Linked DNA regions of Mus musculus: all the other regions are linked to region 1. Evidence: chromatin contacts called from public Hi-C, HiChIP or PLAC-seq and promoter capture Hi-C data. All regions are on one chromosome and are shown on one strand. Each heading gives the region's core, a stretch centred on a gene start, on an enhancer-like site or on the middle of the called end of the contact. The rest is flanking DNA. Distances are from core to core; before and after follow the strand shown.

Region 1 (3,417 bases), core at 355-2,854:
TCTGGGGTCCACAGTTAGAAATAAAGCTGTAAAATTGCCAAAGAGAGGGCAAAAGAACTAAAGGCCAGCTAAATCCGTCCCACGGTCGGAGGAAACCACAAACTACTCTTAGGAGAAATAAATGTGTTTGCAGTTTAGCAAGCACTAAATTGCAGGAATGTGAGCCATTCAACTTCACAGAAGGTGGCTAGCTGCATTCCATTTCTTTGGAGTAAAGATCAAAAGGAAAAAAAAAAGAGAGAGAAAAATATTAAACACTTTAATGAGTTTGGAAGTTGGTGGCTCATAGTAAGTCTGGCAATAACTATGAATTGACTGTATTTTCACTAATTGAACACATTCTAAAATCCTTTTAAAGTGGGGTTAAAAGTCATAGCCATGTTGTTGAGTTAATACTTTGTACTGAGAACTCAGTCAGTCCCTCGAAGAGTAAAAATTCCAAGGAAAAGCGACATTACAACCTGCTTGAAGAGATGGAATGTCTGTGAATTAAGCTACAGATGACTCTTGAATAGAGGTGGGCTATACCAGGATTTGGGTTGTTTAAACTACGAAAACACTTGAGGGACAGACATGGTTATAAAGCTACGTACAAGAACATGTTAAATTTTCTCTGAAAGGCAACTGGAGAGAAGCATTCTGATTTGGTAAGCTGGTGGCTTTGCACAGCATGTATCCAGCCAGGAAAGTTTAACACAGACACCAGCACTGTGAACACTAGGAGGTGACAAGATCCCCTGAACATTTCTAATACAATAATCGGTTTGATCTCTTTGGAAAGCTTTGAAGCCGTTAGGGGTTGGGATTTTGTTGTATGCGTGGAGGAACCGACCCCGTAGTGTATGGATTTGACAGTAAGCGTCTTGCGTGGGTAGCAGCCTCCAAGCAGGTAAATGTATGGTGCATCCCGCAGCCAAAGGAAGCATTGAATAACCAAAAAATATCCAAATATGTAGGATCGGGCTTGTAGCTCAGTGGTTAAGGTGTTTACCCAGGACTCGGGTGACACTGGGTTCAGTGTGTGCTTGCATAAATTGGGTATGGTGCCCTTGATTGTAAGCTCTTGGGAGCTGGAGGTAGGAGGTCAGCAATTCAAGATCCTCTTCAGCCTGGGCTACCAAGGTGGAGTGGGTGGAGGGAGGCTCTTCATACTCCCAATCTAATACCTCCTTGTTTAGAGTCTTTGTATTATGGAAATTTCAAACAGTTGCTAGAGGAGACAGTGTTCTAACCCCACCTCTTCCGCAATTTTAATTCACAAGTCCATTTGCCTCTCTCGGTATTTTGAAGTAAGTTGCAGATTGCCCCTTCCATCACTAGCTAAATATACACCTCTAAAATTAGAGTCAGTTTTTCCTACTGAAGACCACAATGCCACGGATCAGACTTTTAAACGTTATAAAAATTGCTTAAGATCAACCATTAAGAGCCAGAGCCCCCAAATCGCTTATCGTCTCCCTTTTAGAGTTAGCTTTCTGTGTCAACTCCAGAATTGCTTCTGAAGTAAATTTCTCAGTTTCCACTGTAATTCGAGCAGCAGGTGGCCTCACGGGCTCCCGTGAGTGGGCGGGGCCTGAGCTTCGGTTAGGCGTCACTGCCTCCCACCACGGTTGCCTTGGCGATGAAGGCTGCTTCCTCTAAAGAAAACGTGTCAGGGTCGTCCACAGGATTGACCTCCTGGGCGTTGACCACCCCTGGGGTGTCGCCAGTAGGCAGCACTTCTGACTCTGAGGTATGTGTCCCTTTCCGGGAAGTCCAGTACCGGGTCCTTGGCTAACACCAAGGTCACTCAAGGTCAAGGTCAGAGCTGCCTGGGACTCAAGCGGTAAAGGCTTGCAAGCTGATCCTTGGGGCAGAGGTCTCCAGGACCCCTGAAGCTCACACAGACCCTGTGAGCTTACTCTGGAAAGTTCCAGGCTCACGCAGCCTCACAGATATGCAAATCTTTAACTGGAAAAACAAAAAGTAATCTCTGATCTTAAAGGGGACCCGTCCCTTTTTGCAAGTGCCATTGATTGACTGGGAAGATCAACAACTGTTCAAAGGGTGTTAAAGATTGCTGCTTTCTGAGTGAGTCATGGTTAGTTTCTGTTGTCACCTGTCCCTGTCCCAGGAGACAAGACCAAACACCCTGAGCTGAGAGTCTGTTCTCTGCCCCTGGCCTCATGGCTCATAGTGAATTTGTCCCTGGTACTCCAGGGACCTCTTGGGTAACACAAGGTCATCTACCACCCCCTCCTAGCACCAGCTATCAATGTGTGTGGAGCATTAACTCATCGTGACCCTAGACTTAATGCTTAAAGGGTTATTACTATTGCATTTTCACTTATTTGTGGGTGGGTGGATGAAAGTCCCAGTCCCAGTGCTCAGTGTGGAAGTCAGAGGACCACTTGATGGTTGTCCATATGCGTCCTAGTGATGAAGGTCAGGTGTTCAGTTTTGGCAGAAGGTGCTGCACTCCTTGCTAAGAATTTAACCGCAAGTGCATCAGCTAAGCCATCTTTTTTTTTTTTTTACTGTTTAAATCTCCTCACTGAGTCTATCAAGTACAGTTTCCATGAGGTTATTTTTTCCCTTCCTTTTTTTTTTTAAAGACTCTGAGGAGTGAATAATGAAGTGTTAATTAACACAGCTTTGTTCAGCTTCCATATTAGTCCAAACAACAACAGTCTTTGTGAAGAAGATAAGTATTTCGCTGCAGACTCAGCAGTCAGGAAGCACAAAGCCAGTAATTTCATGCCTTCCTCTTCAACAAGGGAGCAAGCAAGCCAGTCCCACTCCACCCCCTCCAAGTCCCCCAGTACTGCAGGCAGACCGCTAAGCCTGCAGGGTCTCCCATGAGCCTTTCTAAATAAAATTAGCATACATTAAATGCACATTTTAACATGATAAACTGGATCCTAAGCTCATTCCTCCCTTGTGATCGCTAATGTAAGTTAACATAATTTTTAAACCAGCATAGAAAACTTTCCAATTAAATTCTGTGTCGTTTAAACATATACAAAATCTTCTATGACTGTATGTTTCCGTGTGCTTGTACACTAACTCACCAGTGAATGTTATGCCCTTTCTAAGAACATTTAGTGATTTGAGGCTTAATGAATCAGTGAGAGAGAGAGAGAGGCGGGGGGAGGAAAGGAGGGAGGGAGGGAGGGAGGAAGATAGTTTAATAAAAAGACTGAGCTAAAATCCATAACATGTACACATACATAAATATATATTTCAATTTTTATTAGCTCAATCTTTTTATGGGTAAGAAACTGAAGAAATCCAGTTGTTCCATGGGCTTACTTAGCAGTATCCCTTAACCAATAATGACAGTTAATATTCGGCGGTATGTTCTCCATTTCCCAGACCTATAAAACTGAGGCCTTCTAGAACACAGCAAGATGGTCCACCATTGGGACTGCCCAATTG
Region 2 (3,381 bases), core at 409-2,908, 220 kb before region 1:
AAGATTTTGCCTAAGTGACCCAGATATGGCTGTCACTTGTGAGACTATGCCAGGGACTGGCAAACGCAGAAGTGGATCCTCACAGTCAGCTATTGGATGGATGGCAGGGCCCCCATAGAGGAGCTGGGGAAAGTACTCAAGGAGCTGAAGGGATCTGCAATCCTATAGGTGGAACAACAATATGAACTAACCAATTACCCGCCCCCCCTGAGCTCGTGTCTCTAGCTGCATATGAATCAGAAGATGGCCTAGTCGGCCATCAGTGGAAAGAGAGGCCCATTGGACTTGCAAACTTTATATGCCTCAGTACAGACCAAGCCTTGGCTAGGACCAAGAAGTGGGAGTAGGTGGGTGGGGGAGTGGGTGGGGGGACTTTTGGGATAGCATTGAAAATGTAATTGAAATAAATACCCAATTAAAAAATGGAAAAAAAAGAACCACTTTTGTCAAAAACAAAACAAAACAAAAAGAACAACAACAACAAAAAAACAAATATGCATGGAAGCAAAACATCCATGCACATAAAAATAAATTAAAAAAATATAAAATAAGTCACTCTTTGATTATCTTAACTATTTTTTTAAAATGGAGAGTTTTTTTTTAGTATAAAAGAGACAGTGCACAAATAGGATTCATGCACTTTTAAAAGTGTAACAAACACATTGAGACAATAAAGAAGAGAAAGAGAAGAGAAAGCACAAAGGTTTCAAGGGGAAAAAAAGAGTTCACGAGATTGAGCCCAGGAAAAACATACGAAAGGCCTTTTCTGCATTGTCAAATATTCTGAAATATAGTAATGGTGCTGAAACAGACTTTTTCTTTTTAATAAACAATCTGTGTTCAGAAATCCTATAGAGGGTGTTCCCAGAGGTGATGAACTATTTCTCCCGAATATGCTCAATTTAGACTCATGAACATTTTGACAGAGAAGCCACGGCCAATAGAAAGGTCAACAGATACCTCCCCCCCTTCACAAATATGGGTTATATTAGACACGCTGTCAAAGATCACCATCCATGCTGTGCAAATTAACCAGCGACAAGCAACAAATCCAGCATCATTGACTCTCCTTAATGTAGCACAGTTGCAGGTAAGAGCAATGTCTAGGGCGTGCATGCTCCCGGCTCAGCTGCCGTCGGGAGAGGGAGAGAGACATTGTGTAGGATAAAGTTAAAGGGGCAAGAAAAATTTCTTCCAGATGATTGCAGCTGGTGGGAAGAATCAATGCAATATGCTGCAACAAAAGGTGGGAGAGGTTTTAAACCCTAGGAAAGAAAGCACTGGAGGACCCCCAGGGAGGGGGGGGGGGCGCAGCTGATTGATGAGGAGGTGGGGCTAGGGGCGGGGCAGCTGATTAAAATGGATGGGGATTTCTGTTTATTAATTGAGTTTTAAAGTGAGGCCCGGGTGTTCCCACAAACACTGCAAGATTGGAGCCCCTTCATCCTCTATGATGTTGTCCGCTCATTAGGTTCTTTAATACATCTGGAAGACAGGGATCTTATGTCTGTAAGAGCTGAGAGGAGATTACAACTCAACAGGAGCGGGAAGTGAAGAACCATTTCAGATTTCCTGTAAGAAATGCTCTGAGAGAGAAAGCCAAGGCTGACTGTAATTTGAATATAAACTGTCAGCCTTCCCCCACCTCCCACCACTGATTCCTGCTGTAGGACCCTGTGTTTGAACACTTGGTCTCTAGTTTGGGGCCCAGCTGGTGGCGCTGTTGGAGAGCTTATGGAAAATTTAGGAGGTGGAATCTAGCTAGAGGAAGTATATCGCTGGGAATGGGGTTTGGGGTTTTTTATAGCCCGACTTCTCTTCTATCTCATTTCCTGTCTGCCAGGCCAGCTTCCTGTCCCTGCAGCCATTCCTTCCCCAGTCGTTTTCTGTACCCCAATAAAACATGTTAAGGCCATCTTGATCAATCGGAGATTGGGTTTTCAAAGTGAGAGGTTCCTTGAGACTGGAAGGAGCTGAATGAGTTTAGAATGCAATTTGAAAAGGCTAGGCATGTTGGTACATACCTTTAACCTCAACGTTAAAGATGCAGAGGCAGGTGGGTCTCCATGAGTTCAACACCAGCCTAATCTATATAGTGAGTTACAGAATCTCCAAAGCTGCACAGAGACCCTGTCTCCAAGAAATAAGAAAGGAAGGGAGGAAGGGAGGAAGGGAGGGAGGGAGGGAGGGAGGGAGAGAGAGAGAGAGAGAGAGAGAGAGAGAGAGAGAGAGAGAGAGAGAGAGAGCGAGCAAGCTCACATTTAGAATGTAGTGGTCCAAGGGGCCTCTCTTCGGTATTGCAAACCTTATATGCCCCAATACAGGGGAATGCCAGGGCCAAGAAGCGGGAGTGGGTGGGTAGGGGAGCAGGGTGGAGGGAGGGTATAGGGAACATTCCGGATAGCATTTGAAATGTATATAAAGAAAATATCTAATAAAAAATAAATTAAAAAAAAAAAGAATGTAGTGGTCCAGAGACATGATGGGTTTGTTTAGAAATGAAAGTGAAACTTTAAAACCAACTTTAAAACTTTTAAACCAATTCATGTAAGTGATGAATAGACTTCAAATCTATTACAGACCTTCTAAAAAGACATGGTAAATTCTCCTGTGCACTCAGCTGACTAAGAAAGTAGAGGCATGTGCAGAGAGGGCCCAACTGGGTCTTGTTTAAATGAAGGTTCTCTGAGCACAGGTGTGCATCTGAATACATCCCACATCTTCAGTAGGTGTGGCTGTAAGTGTTTAAAGTTCCATATCCATTTCTGCTCTAGTTACAAATTGCAAACTACTTCATTGTATTGGAATTGTGCAAGATTCAAGGTAAAAGTGACACTGAAAATCAAATAGATACATTAATAAAATAAATAAGACAAATAATATAAAAATGAACAACAATAATATTATTTACAAAGCATTAGTACAAGATAATTGAGTAATAAGATAAATGAATAAATAAATTCAAACAAATAAATAAATAGGCCAAGCATCAGCCAGTGCCATCCTGAAATTGATAGATTGCTCCGATTAAGAAACAAAGGGAGAGGTCTGCCTGGAGAACCGTTTCAGTGGTCAAGAGTGCTAGCTAGTCTTTTAGAGGACCCAGGTTCAGTTCTCAGTGCCTACCAGTAACTCCAGCTCCATAAACCACCTTCTGGTCTCTGCAGGCACTGAACACATGTGGAGCACATACATGTGTACAGGCAAACTCATACACATAAGATAAAAGCATTTTTTTAAGGTAACAGATGAAGAAGCTTGTGATGGTGGCAGAGATGTATGGAGAGTGGCCAATTATCAACAAAGTATGTGATACGTCAAAAAGAGAAACAAGGAGCCGGTAACTAAGGGTTACATGATTTAGCACAAAGCAAGGACATC
Region 3 (3,157 bases), core at 113-2,612, 130 kb before region 1:
ACTGTTCTGTGGAAAAGAAAGCTACCGAGCAATCAACAGTTTTGACTTGGATATTTTTTGTTTGGTGTTGGTTGTTGAGGTTAAAAAAAAAATCGTTTGTGATTCGACTTCTGTAAACTCGTCTCTCCTGCTGCAAACTCCCGAGTGCTGGGATCAGAGCTCTAAACTCATTTTCTTTTTTCTTTTTCTTTTTTTTTCCTTTCATAGCCTTCTAGTTTAGTCTAGCCTAGTCTAGTCTATTCCATTCAACCCCATGTCTTTGCATCCCTAAGTGTGAGGGCACATTATACATGGATGCCTTCCCTAGCGTATGATTTCATGGCCCTCCATTGCTTCACGCCCAGGTTTGCATGCATACACTCACACAGAAAAAAAAATACAAATTCTATAAATATTAATTTTTTTTAAAATGTCTGTGTATGTATCTGTGTGGGTTTTGGTGCAGGAGTGTGGTTGCTTTGAACCACTTATTTTTATGGCTGTGACACAGCGTCTGTCTAAAGCAACTTAAGCAGGGAAGGACTTCTTTTGGCTCACTGTTTGAAGGGATACAGACCATCACCATGGGAAGCCATGCTGACAGGAGAATGAAGCAGCTAGTCACGTTACATCTCCAGGGAAACAGAGAGAGATAAATGTGGGTGTTCAGCTCATGGTTCCCTCTTTATTCAGACTAGGACCAGGGATAATGAGATGGCGTGACACACATTTAGATGGGACCTACCTCTCTGAAAAATGCCCTCACAGGATAATACAGAGGTAGGGCTTCTGGTTGATTTTAAGTCCAGGTATTTTAACAGCGAAGATTAACTATTATAAGCTGTATCTTTCATCTTCACGTCCCCAGATGAAATATTTTGCTGTGCATTCTTGAATGTTAATTAAAGCTAACAATAGCAGAAACTAAGATCTCCAGCCACTGACCTTCTCATTATCATTACTAATTACACCACAAAGACACTGCCTTCCTTCATCTATAAATGAGGATAGCTGAGGCTGTAGAGATGGATCAGTAGCTAAGAGGACTTGTCACCTTTCAAAGGATCAGAACTCAGTTCCCAGCAACTGCAAGGTAGCTCACAACCATCCCTCATGGGCTCTGCAGGGTCACTGTGCACAGACATGTGCTGGACACATAAAATAAAAACAAGCCTTTCAGACTAACGCTGCAACCCTTGCCTAATGCACACCATAAGCTAAGGAAAATATGGACTTTCCTGACCACAGAGTCGTACAAAGCTGACATGGCAAAAGAACTAGAGGGCAGAATGGAGTTTCCAGATAAGGATATGGTAAGATTGCTCTAGGTTATTGGGGTGAGCCTAATCGAATCAAGTGAGCCATTGAGAAGAGAGGAGAGCTAAAGGTTCAACACGTAAAAGGACTTGATCTTTGATGTCTAGCTTTACAGAGAGAGAGAGGAGCTGGTTAGTCATCAGAGGCAGGTAGCCTGTACTTATTGAGAAAAACATCTACGTAATACCCAGGAAGGAAGCAGAAACCACAGTCCTACGGAATGGGGCTCTGAGAACCGTGTAAAAAGGCTCAGAGTTGAACCCAGCCCTAGAGCCTCCTGCAAGCAATTACACCATGTACAGCTTTGATTTCAGCAGCTGAGATAGATCTGAGAGCCTGCTGAGCTGAGCTGGGCCCAGAACTGTAACATGGAAGATAGCTACAGTTTTTAAACTACCGAGGTTTTGGGTTTTTTTTTTTTATTTTTAGTAATTAGCCTAGGAAGATGAATACATATGCAATGTAGCACTTATAAATGAAAAATGTCAGGTAAATATGCGCTCCCATCATTTGATACTGTGATCTAATGGAGACTTTGTGTCATAGAATGTACTGAGCTAATGTCGCATCTATTATAAGAATGATAAGGCTGACAGGGGAAGGAAGCAAGGCTTAGCTCATGAATTTAGTTTGCTTTTCAAATGCTTAACGTTCAGGCTGTCTCCAGGTCCATGGAGATTTGGCCTCCCTGAATACAGAAAGGTTTGATTAAAGCTCAAGTCCTCCTAAAAGCTTTTAATAGCTTTTCTTTAAAAAAAAATCCCAACCCTCTTTTTTGTAACATTCTTCTAAATGTAAGAAAGCACAAAGATAGTAAAGAAACAAAGGAGATAAAATTGAATCAGAGGCCCCCCTAGCTTCTCCATTATTCAAAGCACTCAGTGAGTTATAAATGATTTAAGGATGATCCAGCCAGGATTCTTTGCGTAAATAGTTTTCATCTTCCTGATTACTAAGCAGGAGAGAGAAGAGTCTGTGTTCCCATTAACAAAGGCTTTGAATTGTCTTTTGCCAAAAACCATGAGAACGTATTTCTTCCTGTGTAGTCTATTTTTTAATATGGAGGCAAATCAAGAGAACAATTTACAACTTTATCACTACTTTTATTGGACAGTTATGTGATGCCAGCAAGTGGCCAAGCATTCTACAGAATACAGAAACAGGACCCCAAGTACACAAACCAGGATGTAAGTGAAGCCGGTCAGCATAAGATACCACGAGGTTCAAAGCCAAGCCTTAGTGTTTGCTCATAATGGCACTGAGCATGAGGGGAGTCTAGACCCATAATGAGCCTCATAAACATTCATCGATTGTGCTAGGCTGAAATTTGACTCCTCCAGTGAAGAGAACATGCGTAAGTAGATGGGCGAGCCAGCCGTAACCCAACACTCACACCAGCTCGGGAAAGAGAATGAGATAATAATACACTGTAATAGCTGGCCCTTGTCATCTTTGAAATAACATGCAAGCGTTTATTAGTCAACCACCCCCGCCATGCTGTGGGAAACACAAATACTGCTTTTCTGCCGAAGAGCCTAAGAAATTGTGGTTTCGAGCGCAATCATTTCGCCTGGGCATCTCCCATAGAATTTCAACTAGAGAGTAGATAATTATTGTCCTCTGAAGCCTGAGAATATTCCCAGCAAATCTGGGGGCGGGGAAATATAAGACATTGGAGGGAGACATAGTAAGGAGGGATCTCTGAGGAGATGGATAGAGGGTACAGTGGGTGGGTCAGATCAAAATACAGTGTGCAAGTGTATGAACCCCTCAAAAAATTTTTTTTGGAACGGATGCAAGAAAGATGGTTCACCAGTTAAGAGCACTTGTTGCTATTGCAGAGGACCCAGGTTTGCTTCTC
Region 4 (3,246 bases), core at 617-3,116, 190 kb after region 1:
GATGTCGTTTCTCTCTGTTTCCCTCTCACAGAGAGGAAATGAGTAACAATGGGAGAAAGCCATGTGTGTTCGTGGAGATCAGAACATTAAACTGGAGCATCAACCAGCTCTTCGCTGAGGAGTTCCAGGAAGAAGGTTCCCACAGAGTTGGCCTTCACCTACATGAAAGGCTTCCATTCTCTGGGTGATGGCTTCTCGCCTTCCAAGATGGCGACTCACGGTCGATGTGGAAGCCTAGTTCAGTGTTTGCTGAGGCTCCAGTATTCATGGATTCCATACAGAACTGAGGTTCCTTCCCTGTTGAGGCACAAGCTCTTACCAAAACAGTGAGAACACCAAGACTGTATTCTTTGGTCCCAGCAAGCCCCTATACACTTCCCCAGGCAAGGAGCCCTAAGGAAGGCAAGGCTTCAGTCAACCTTTCTGGAGACACAACCTTCTTTCCCAGGACCTTCAGCTCAGCTAAGTGGAGACACCTGGTGTCTGGTGTTGCAACTTCAAGAAGATCAAAGAGTCTGGGCTGAAAATCGGGCCTCTCATAAAAGCTGCCTCATTCAGGACAAGTTCCAAAGCAGCAATTCAAATAGCAGTCCCGTTCTACTCCAAGGAGGCTCACTTCCCTTCAATAGCGCCGCCGTCCACCGACAAGGTTTTCTCCATAACCCTGCCTCTTTTAACAGGAAAGAATCTAGCATAATCACAGGGCAGGAAGTATTTATTAGAAGCCAGGGAGAATAGGTCTCCCTTTCTGGCCTCTTCATTTTGTGGGGTGTTAAGTCATGGGGGGTGGGGAGCAGGGGGCGGGGGAGAGGCAGATATCTGCTTGGTATGATATCTGGTTGGTGATATTTATAAGTAGCCAGCCAGAGTAGCAAAGTTGCCCCACACACACATCCTGAAAAAAAAAAAAAAAATTTTTTTTTAGCCTAAACAAGGCCAAAGGAATATTAAAGTTTCACTAGGGAAGAAATATGGCCGCTGCCAGGAACTGACTAGTCATAAAACCCAAGGCATTCAGGCGTCCATCATCGCCTGCCTTTTAATGACTGAACTAAAAGAAGAGACATCAGTTTTCAAAATAAGGTTATAAAAATGCTGTGCACAGATGAGGCCTCCAAATATTTTGATAGTACCCGAACAAAATTGCATATATATACATATATATATATATATACATATATATATATATGTATATAATCATTGAGACAAATCACAAAACATATGTTGTTATGTTTTGCTCTAAAAACCATGAAGTTTACCCAGAACCCTATTATGGTAACTGCTTCACTTTTCATGCATTCCTAAATTACCATGTAATCTAAAACCTTGTTTTCAGCGGCCCTATATTGGAAAGTCCCTTCAAACTAAGCAGGATGATGGCAGGCTCGCTCACATTCAGAAAGAAACCTGCCTTTGCTGCTGAAAATGAAAGTGGGATTTATCAGATAGACTCCTTTAAAACAGTCACCACCTTAGTGACACACGGGGCCTGACGCATCCAGGAAATGCCGAGACCAGGAATTATGCTTTAAGCTCTCTGCATTTTCAAACACATGGATAGTTGGTGTAAAAATATATTCTTTTCCTGCAGGGACGTGACTGTAATTAGTGTGTGCCAAAACTCTCTCTCTCTCCCGGAGATTTCATTGTCTTATCTCTTTGCAGCATCTTAATGCGATTTTATTTTACTTTGTCAAAGTCCTATTAACATAAATGTGTTCTCCATAGCAAACAGTGTTCTTTTTTATGCAAAACAGGATTCAGCTGACTCTAATAAAACAGCTTGCAGTCTATTAGAGTACAACAGTAATGTGCTTATTTTGTTTGTCAAATCAAGACCGCCGTCAGAAGGCTCTAGACAAAGATTTGTCTTGTTTTCCAGAATAATTGCCAGGGTGGGGCTACGTTATGATCTGTAAATGAATAGTATCGCTTAGAACAAACACTTCATATATCTTTTATCTTCCCCTGCACACAGTTCTGAGTTTTTCTTTGAAATCTTTGCTCCACTTTTCCACATAAGTCATCAGAATGTTTCCAAAGAATTTTAACTGCCAGATTAATTATATCTTACAAACAAAGATAGATTGCTTACATTCTTTATTCAGAAACCCTGCCAGTATGGAGCAACTGGCAACAAATTAATCTCTTTTGCAACCCTACAAAATGTTTTGCTATGAAAAGGCCTGGAAGGTAAATGGATCCTTTAAAAAAAAAAAAATCAGGTTGCTCATTCTGAAAGGCTAATCCTAAGCACAGAACAGAGGAGTAAATGAATCTAGCTACTCCCTAACTTTGCTCTTCCTTTTCTTTCTTTCTTTTTGTTTTTTGTTTTCTTGGTTTTTTGTTTTGTTTTGTTTTGTTTTGTTTTGTTTTTGTGTGTGTGTGTGTGTGGTTTTTTTTGTCTTTTGTTTTTTCCTTCTTCTTAACAACTAGGTTACAGCCTTCTGTTAATGGATTCAGTTAATTAAGTATTGCTGTGACCTGGTGGCAATTTCTGAAATCCAGAGAATTTTTCCCTCTTTTAAGGTCTGCCTCCCCCACGGGGCCCCGGGTGTAATCTGTTTGCAGAGAGTCTATGTATGTCAGCCCTGCTTCCCTTAGAAGCTTCTAGAATGTTTTAATAAATTTATCAACCGAAAAAAAATATTACAAACATTTCATTTCCTTTGACTCAGGCACACCACACACACACACACACACACACACACACACACACACACACACCACTGCCTTCATTGCAAATTCTTGCCAGTATGAATCACCCTAAGTAATGTTTGCTTTAACTTTAGTGTGGTTCAACAAACAACCTTTATATGGCTGGACTTCAAAGGGAGGAGAAATGAAGGTTGGAAATATGATAGGCGTAATCTATTATTAGGCATGAAACACTAAACCACTTTTAGCTATAACTCTAAAACCTGCATAATCTTAGGTTTTTTAACATAATGTGTATTTATTGTGCCTTCACTCACACAAGCATTTATCTCCCCGTGTTTGTGAGAGAAATACTTTCCACTGTAGCGTGGGCCACTACTTGGCTTAATTTTTCCTAATATTTAATTTAGAAAGGGGAAAATGGTAATATTATAACAGGATTCTCATGTGTCCCAGCCAAAATACTTAGTGTTCCTCTTTGAGTAAAATTAATCTGTTACCAGTTCCCTGACCTGCAAGTCAGGTTTCAGTAAACTAGGCATCCAGGGAGGAGGGCAGAGGGAGGGGGTAAGCTAGGCTGGCTAGGGA
Region 5 (3,460 bases), core at 458-2,957, 250 kb before region 1:
CAAGATGGCTTCAAGGTACTTGTAACATGACCCTGGTGACCTCCATTTGATTTCTGGGACCAAATGAATGTAGAAGAAGACAAATGACTCTGCAGAGATGTCCTCTGACCTCCATGGGTCCACCTTGATAATTGTGCTCACATGCACATCACTCATGCTTACATACAGCAATAAGAGAAGACAGAAAGAAAGAGTGAATGAATGAAAGGAAGGATGGAAGGAAGGAAAGAATGAGAGAGAGAGAGAGAGAGAGAGAGAGAGAGAGAGAGAGAGGAAAAGTGGAGCTGGAGAGATGGCTCAGTGGTTAAGAACACTGACTACTCTTGCAGAAGAGTTCATTTCCCAGCATCTGTATTGGGCAGTTCACAACATCTTGTAAATCCATCTCCCAAGACATTCAATGACATCTTCTGGTCACTGCTGGCTCCTATATTCAAATGCCTGTGCCGACACAGACACACATACACACATACATAGACGTAATTTTTAAAAAATGCTGAAATGAAACCCTCACCTTCTTTCAAATAAGTAAACGTCTAAAGTAAATATGACATAATATTAGGGCTTAAGCTATAAGACACGTGAATGTTGTTTTAAGTTTCACAGTTATTTAGTGTATATGCACATGTGTGTATGCATGCACACATATGGTACTCTGGTAAGCATATGGAGGCCAGAGAACAAGTTGCAGGACGTTCTTTCTTCCCTTCTACCACGTGGATTCTGGGGATTGGACTCAGCTAGTCAGACCTGGTAGCATGCGTCGCTACCCAATAAGCTTCCTTGAAGGGTAGACATTAATCTTAGATTTAAATAAACATAATTTTACTATAATCTTTCAAAATTAAGGAAAAAAATCATGGAAGGTGTGTTGTTAACCTTTAAATTCTGGAGCAAGCAGTAAGTATTCTGTCTCCTTGAGAAGAAGCAAACTGGCAGAGCCTGCCCAGACAGTGAGAGGAGTCCGCTGGCTGACAGAGAAGCTGCAGAAGTGCCGCCCATCCCCATCACTCACTGAACTGGGCAGAACCCAGGAACCCCACTTCCCATCTCTGTCTCCCAGGTGCACCTTCAGAAACAATTAGAATCATTTCAACAGAACCACGGGAGAATAATTTTGAGTGTTTCATGATTCACCTTGTTCTCCTGAAAGTCGGCATGAAAGCGTCCATGTTCCAGGCTTCCAAACAGCACAGACTGTCCTAACAACGCTTTTCATGACAGATAGGTCACCCACGAGAGGTCCTTTTTAACGCGAGACATTTTATCCTCCTCCCCACCAAAAAAAAATGTGATGAATTATTTTTCCAAAGCTGATAGTTTGTTTCAGAACATTCGTTTTCATGAAAGCCAATGTCACCTCAACACAGTAATGAATTCCTTTTGGAAGCCGCTCTGACTTCCCAAGGTCACCAATTGAGCTTTCACAGAGAGAAATTATGCCGGTTTGATTTGAGAAAGCCTGGGGAAGTTGAGGGGGAAGGAGAAGGCAAGAGTGGGGCAGATGCCAGAACTGAGGAACATCTCAGCAGAGTTGGATTAAGTTTCAACTTATGCAAATGAGGGTTGAGAAAGGAAGCCTCTGTTTCCCTTTGAGTGTACTGATGCGCAGACTCACCAGGAGGGTAACTTCAAGGGCTTATGCCCCCAGGGACCAGGCTGGGAGGGAAGCGGGCTTCTGTGTCATGGAAAGTCCCAAGATCTGTTCCAGAGCCCCACCCACTTCCTGCCACCTCCGTGTTTGTCTTCTGTGCTCTGGATGCTCTTAACTGTCCTACAAGTGTGGTAAAGGGTTCTAGCATGTGGAGGGAAAATTAGCTTTATTTCTTTTTCCACCTTCATTAAATTCAGAAAAGGGAGACAATCAAAAGAAAACGTTCTGACCTAATTAGTCCCAGTGCCGCAGAAACAATGGAAAGCGTTTTCTCTGAACAAATGTGCACGATTCAAACATTTCACTGGAAAGAGCCAGTCGAGCCTTGCTTCTCCATTTTTAAGGAGCATGGGAACATTCTGGAAGGTGGAAGCTGTTGATAGCAAAGTAGTTAACAGTTAAGAACATAGAGTGAGTCCACTTTGATCCTACCTATGGGAATAGTTGTCATCTGTGTGCCTGTGTGCGTGTGTGTGTGTCTGTGTATGCGCACGCGTGAGCGCTCATAATGTACATTAGTGTGCATTTGTGCATATGTGTATGGGTGTATGGAGCAGTGTGTCTGTGTGTGTGTGTGTGTGTGTGTGTGTGTGCGCGCGCGCACACACACACACACGCACATGCATGTGGTTGCTGGAGGTCAAAATCAGGTGCCTTTCTTGTTTGTTCTCTACCTTATATTTTGAGATAGGGTTTTTCACAGAACTTAGAGTTACCCTACCCAGCTAGGCTAACTAACTAACCAATGAGCTCCCAGGATCCACCTGTCTCCACCCCTGGTCCAAGCCTTGGGGTTTCAGGTGTGTAGGTTTGTTTCCTGCTTTTCTGTGAGGCTGGTATACAGACTCAGGTCTGTGCTTTCAGGGTACACTTCACTGACTGAGCAGTTACCTTGCTCCAGCGGTTGTCTCTTTTATGGGGTACACTTGGATGCAGTTATGAAAACAGCAGATGATCTTTGCTGGTGAGACTAAAGCCTAGAAAACCTCAAATCATAGAGAAGAAAACATTTAAAGTTGACTTCTGCTCACTCCTGCTTACTGATGGAACATAGCTGCTTCACAAAGCTGAAGATTCAGACTCAGTCAGAAGGCTCCATCTCATATAAAACTATTGTCCAATGTTCAATACAAACATACATCTATAGATAGATAGATAGATAGATAGATAGATAGATAGATAGATAGATAGATAGAACTTGCTTCCAAAGAGGTTGTAGAAAGAAAGTTAAAAATACGAAATTATTGTCTAAATCTCACATTGCAGTAGGTAAGACTATTTCAAGGACACAGGATGTGACAGTAAAAACTAAAGGTGCTTAATTTTGTTCTATTCTTCTAAATTGCCTTTGTAGAGAGGGCATTTTGATCTTGAATTTGCTCTTCACTGGGTTGTGACTGGGGTGGCTGTCTTTCTGCTACCCTTTTCTCGATTTTCCCGAAAGCTAAGGAAATACAGTACTGTAGTCTTAAGTTCAATACTTTGAGAGACCATGTCTCAATTTTTACCTGGGAAATAGAGTCTGTGATAATAAATCATTAGCGAGCTGCCCCTGATAGGATGTCAAAGCAGGATGCTCCAACAAAGAGCCCCTTTGAGGGATCTGTAGAAAAAAAAAAAAAGGAAGAAGACGTTATCACAATTGTTTTGCTTTGGCTTCTCCAAGAAGTTGGAGACACAAAATTTGTATTCTTTGGAAGACTGGTAGAAAGGAGCTTTTTTAAAATTAACTTTGGGAAGAGCCATGGGGCAAGAGCGATAGCTGCTCAAATATTTCCTGAACATTATCCCTTCGCAGGGACTGGA

What was found. Promoter capture Hi-C pulls out the DNA fragments that hold promoters and counts their contacts. HiChIP or PLAC-seq counts read pairs in DNA pulled down with a chosen protein or histone mark. Hi-C and Micro-C count contacts between places; a contact is called where the count stands out from the background.
Region 2: a promoter capture Hi-C map of pre-B cells shows a contact between it and region 1, with 2.0 times the contacts expected there. The contact joins the enhancer-like site here to the promoter of Cabcoco1 in region 1. A contact is called at or near these places in 13 of 39 promoter capture datasets (the 3T3-L1 cell line, 3T3-L1-derived adipocytes, the HPC-7 cell line and 9 more), 3 of 484 Hi-C or Micro-C datasets (liver and nephron progenitors), 1 of 115 datasets of contacts at active chromatin or transcription factors (embryonic stem cells) and 1 of 9 other capture datasets (liver).
Region 3: a contact with region 1 is called in a CTCF HiChIP or PLAC-seq map of CD8 T cells, with 5 read pairs. The contact joins the enhancer-like site here to the promoter of Cabcoco1 in region 1. A contact is called at or near these places in 1 of 15 datasets of contacts at CTCF or cohesin (CD8 T cells), 9 of 484 Hi-C or Micro-C datasets (B cells, CD4 T cells, CD8 T cells and 2 more), 4 of 115 datasets of contacts at active chromatin or transcription factors (CD8 T cells, memory CD8 T cells, pancreatic cancer cells and 1 more) and 2 of 9 other capture datasets (adipose tissue and liver).
Region 4: a Hi-C map of cortical neurons shows a contact between it and region 1, with 3 times the contacts expected there. The contact joins the enhancer-like site here to the promoter of Cabcoco1 in region 1. A contact is called at or near these places in 3 of 39 promoter capture datasets (frontonasal cranial neural crest and liver), 17 of 484 Hi-C or Micro-C datasets (B cells, Sertoli cells, cerebral cortex and 9 more), 3 of 115 datasets of contacts at active chromatin or transcription factors (neural progenitor cells, pancreatic cancer cells and regulatory T cells) and 1 of 9 other capture datasets (adipose tissue).
Region 5: a contact with region 1 is called in a promoter capture Hi-C map of pre-B cells, with 2.0 times the contacts expected there. The contact joins the enhancer-like site here to the promoter of Cabcoco1 in region 1. A contact is called at or near these places in 7 of 39 promoter capture datasets (the 3T3-L1 cell line, the C10 cell line, frontonasal cranial neural crest and 2 more), 1 of 15 datasets of contacts at CTCF or cohesin (the NIH/3T3 cell line), 1 of 115 datasets of contacts at active chromatin or transcription factors (regulatory T cells) and 2 of 9 other capture datasets (adipose tissue and embryonic stem cells).

The regions. Positions count from the first base shown.
Region 1 is chr10:68,540,062-68,543,478 of GRCm38.p6, reverse strand. It overlaps Cabcoco1 (ciliary associated calcium binding coiled-coil 1), which reads left to right and starts at 1,604. Exons shown (of 8, transcript NM_028491.1): 1 at 1,604-1,732. The coding sequence starts at 1,622.
Region 2 is chr10:68,757,813-68,761,193 of GRCm38.p6, reverse strand. All of the region lies in intron 4 of Tmem26 (transmembrane protein 26), which reads right to left. Among named protein-coding and RNA genes, the nearest start is that of Tmem26, 36 kb to the right of the region's middle. Within about 2 kb of position 1,658, at least 12 of the 459 cell types and tissues checked have an H3K27ac peak or open chromatin away from gene starts, as enhancers often do. A contact at or near this core is called in pre-B cells and second pharyngeal arch cranial neural crest, where this site is marked.
Region 3 is chr10:68,672,041-68,675,197 of GRCm38.p6, reverse strand. No RefSeq gene overlaps it. Among named protein-coding and RNA genes, the nearest start is that of Tmem26, 50 kb to the left of the region's middle. Within about 2 kb of position 1,362, at least 60 of the 459 cell types and tissues checked have an H3K27ac peak or open chromatin away from gene starts, as enhancers often do. A contact at or near this core is called in B cells, CD8 T cells, memory CD8 T cells and 1 more, where this site is marked.
Region 4 is chr10:68,354,466-68,357,711 of GRCm38.p6, reverse strand. No RefSeq gene overlaps it. Among named protein-coding and RNA genes, the nearest start is that of Gm32748, 16 kb to the right of the region's middle. Within about 2 kb of position 1,866, at least 135 of the 459 cell types and tissues checked have an H3K27ac peak or open chromatin away from gene starts, as enhancers often do. A contact at or near this core is called in Sertoli cells, cerebral cortex, cortical neurons and 7 more, where this site is marked.
Region 5 is chr10:68,793,853-68,797,312 of GRCm38.p6, reverse strand. No RefSeq gene overlaps it. Among named protein-coding and RNA genes, the nearest start is that of Gm32931, 27 kb to the left of the region's middle. Within about 2 kb of position 1,707, at least 71 of the 459 cell types and tissues checked have an H3K27ac peak or open chromatin away from gene starts, as enhancers often do. A contact at or near this core is called in adipose tissue, pre-B cells and regulatory T cells, where this site is marked.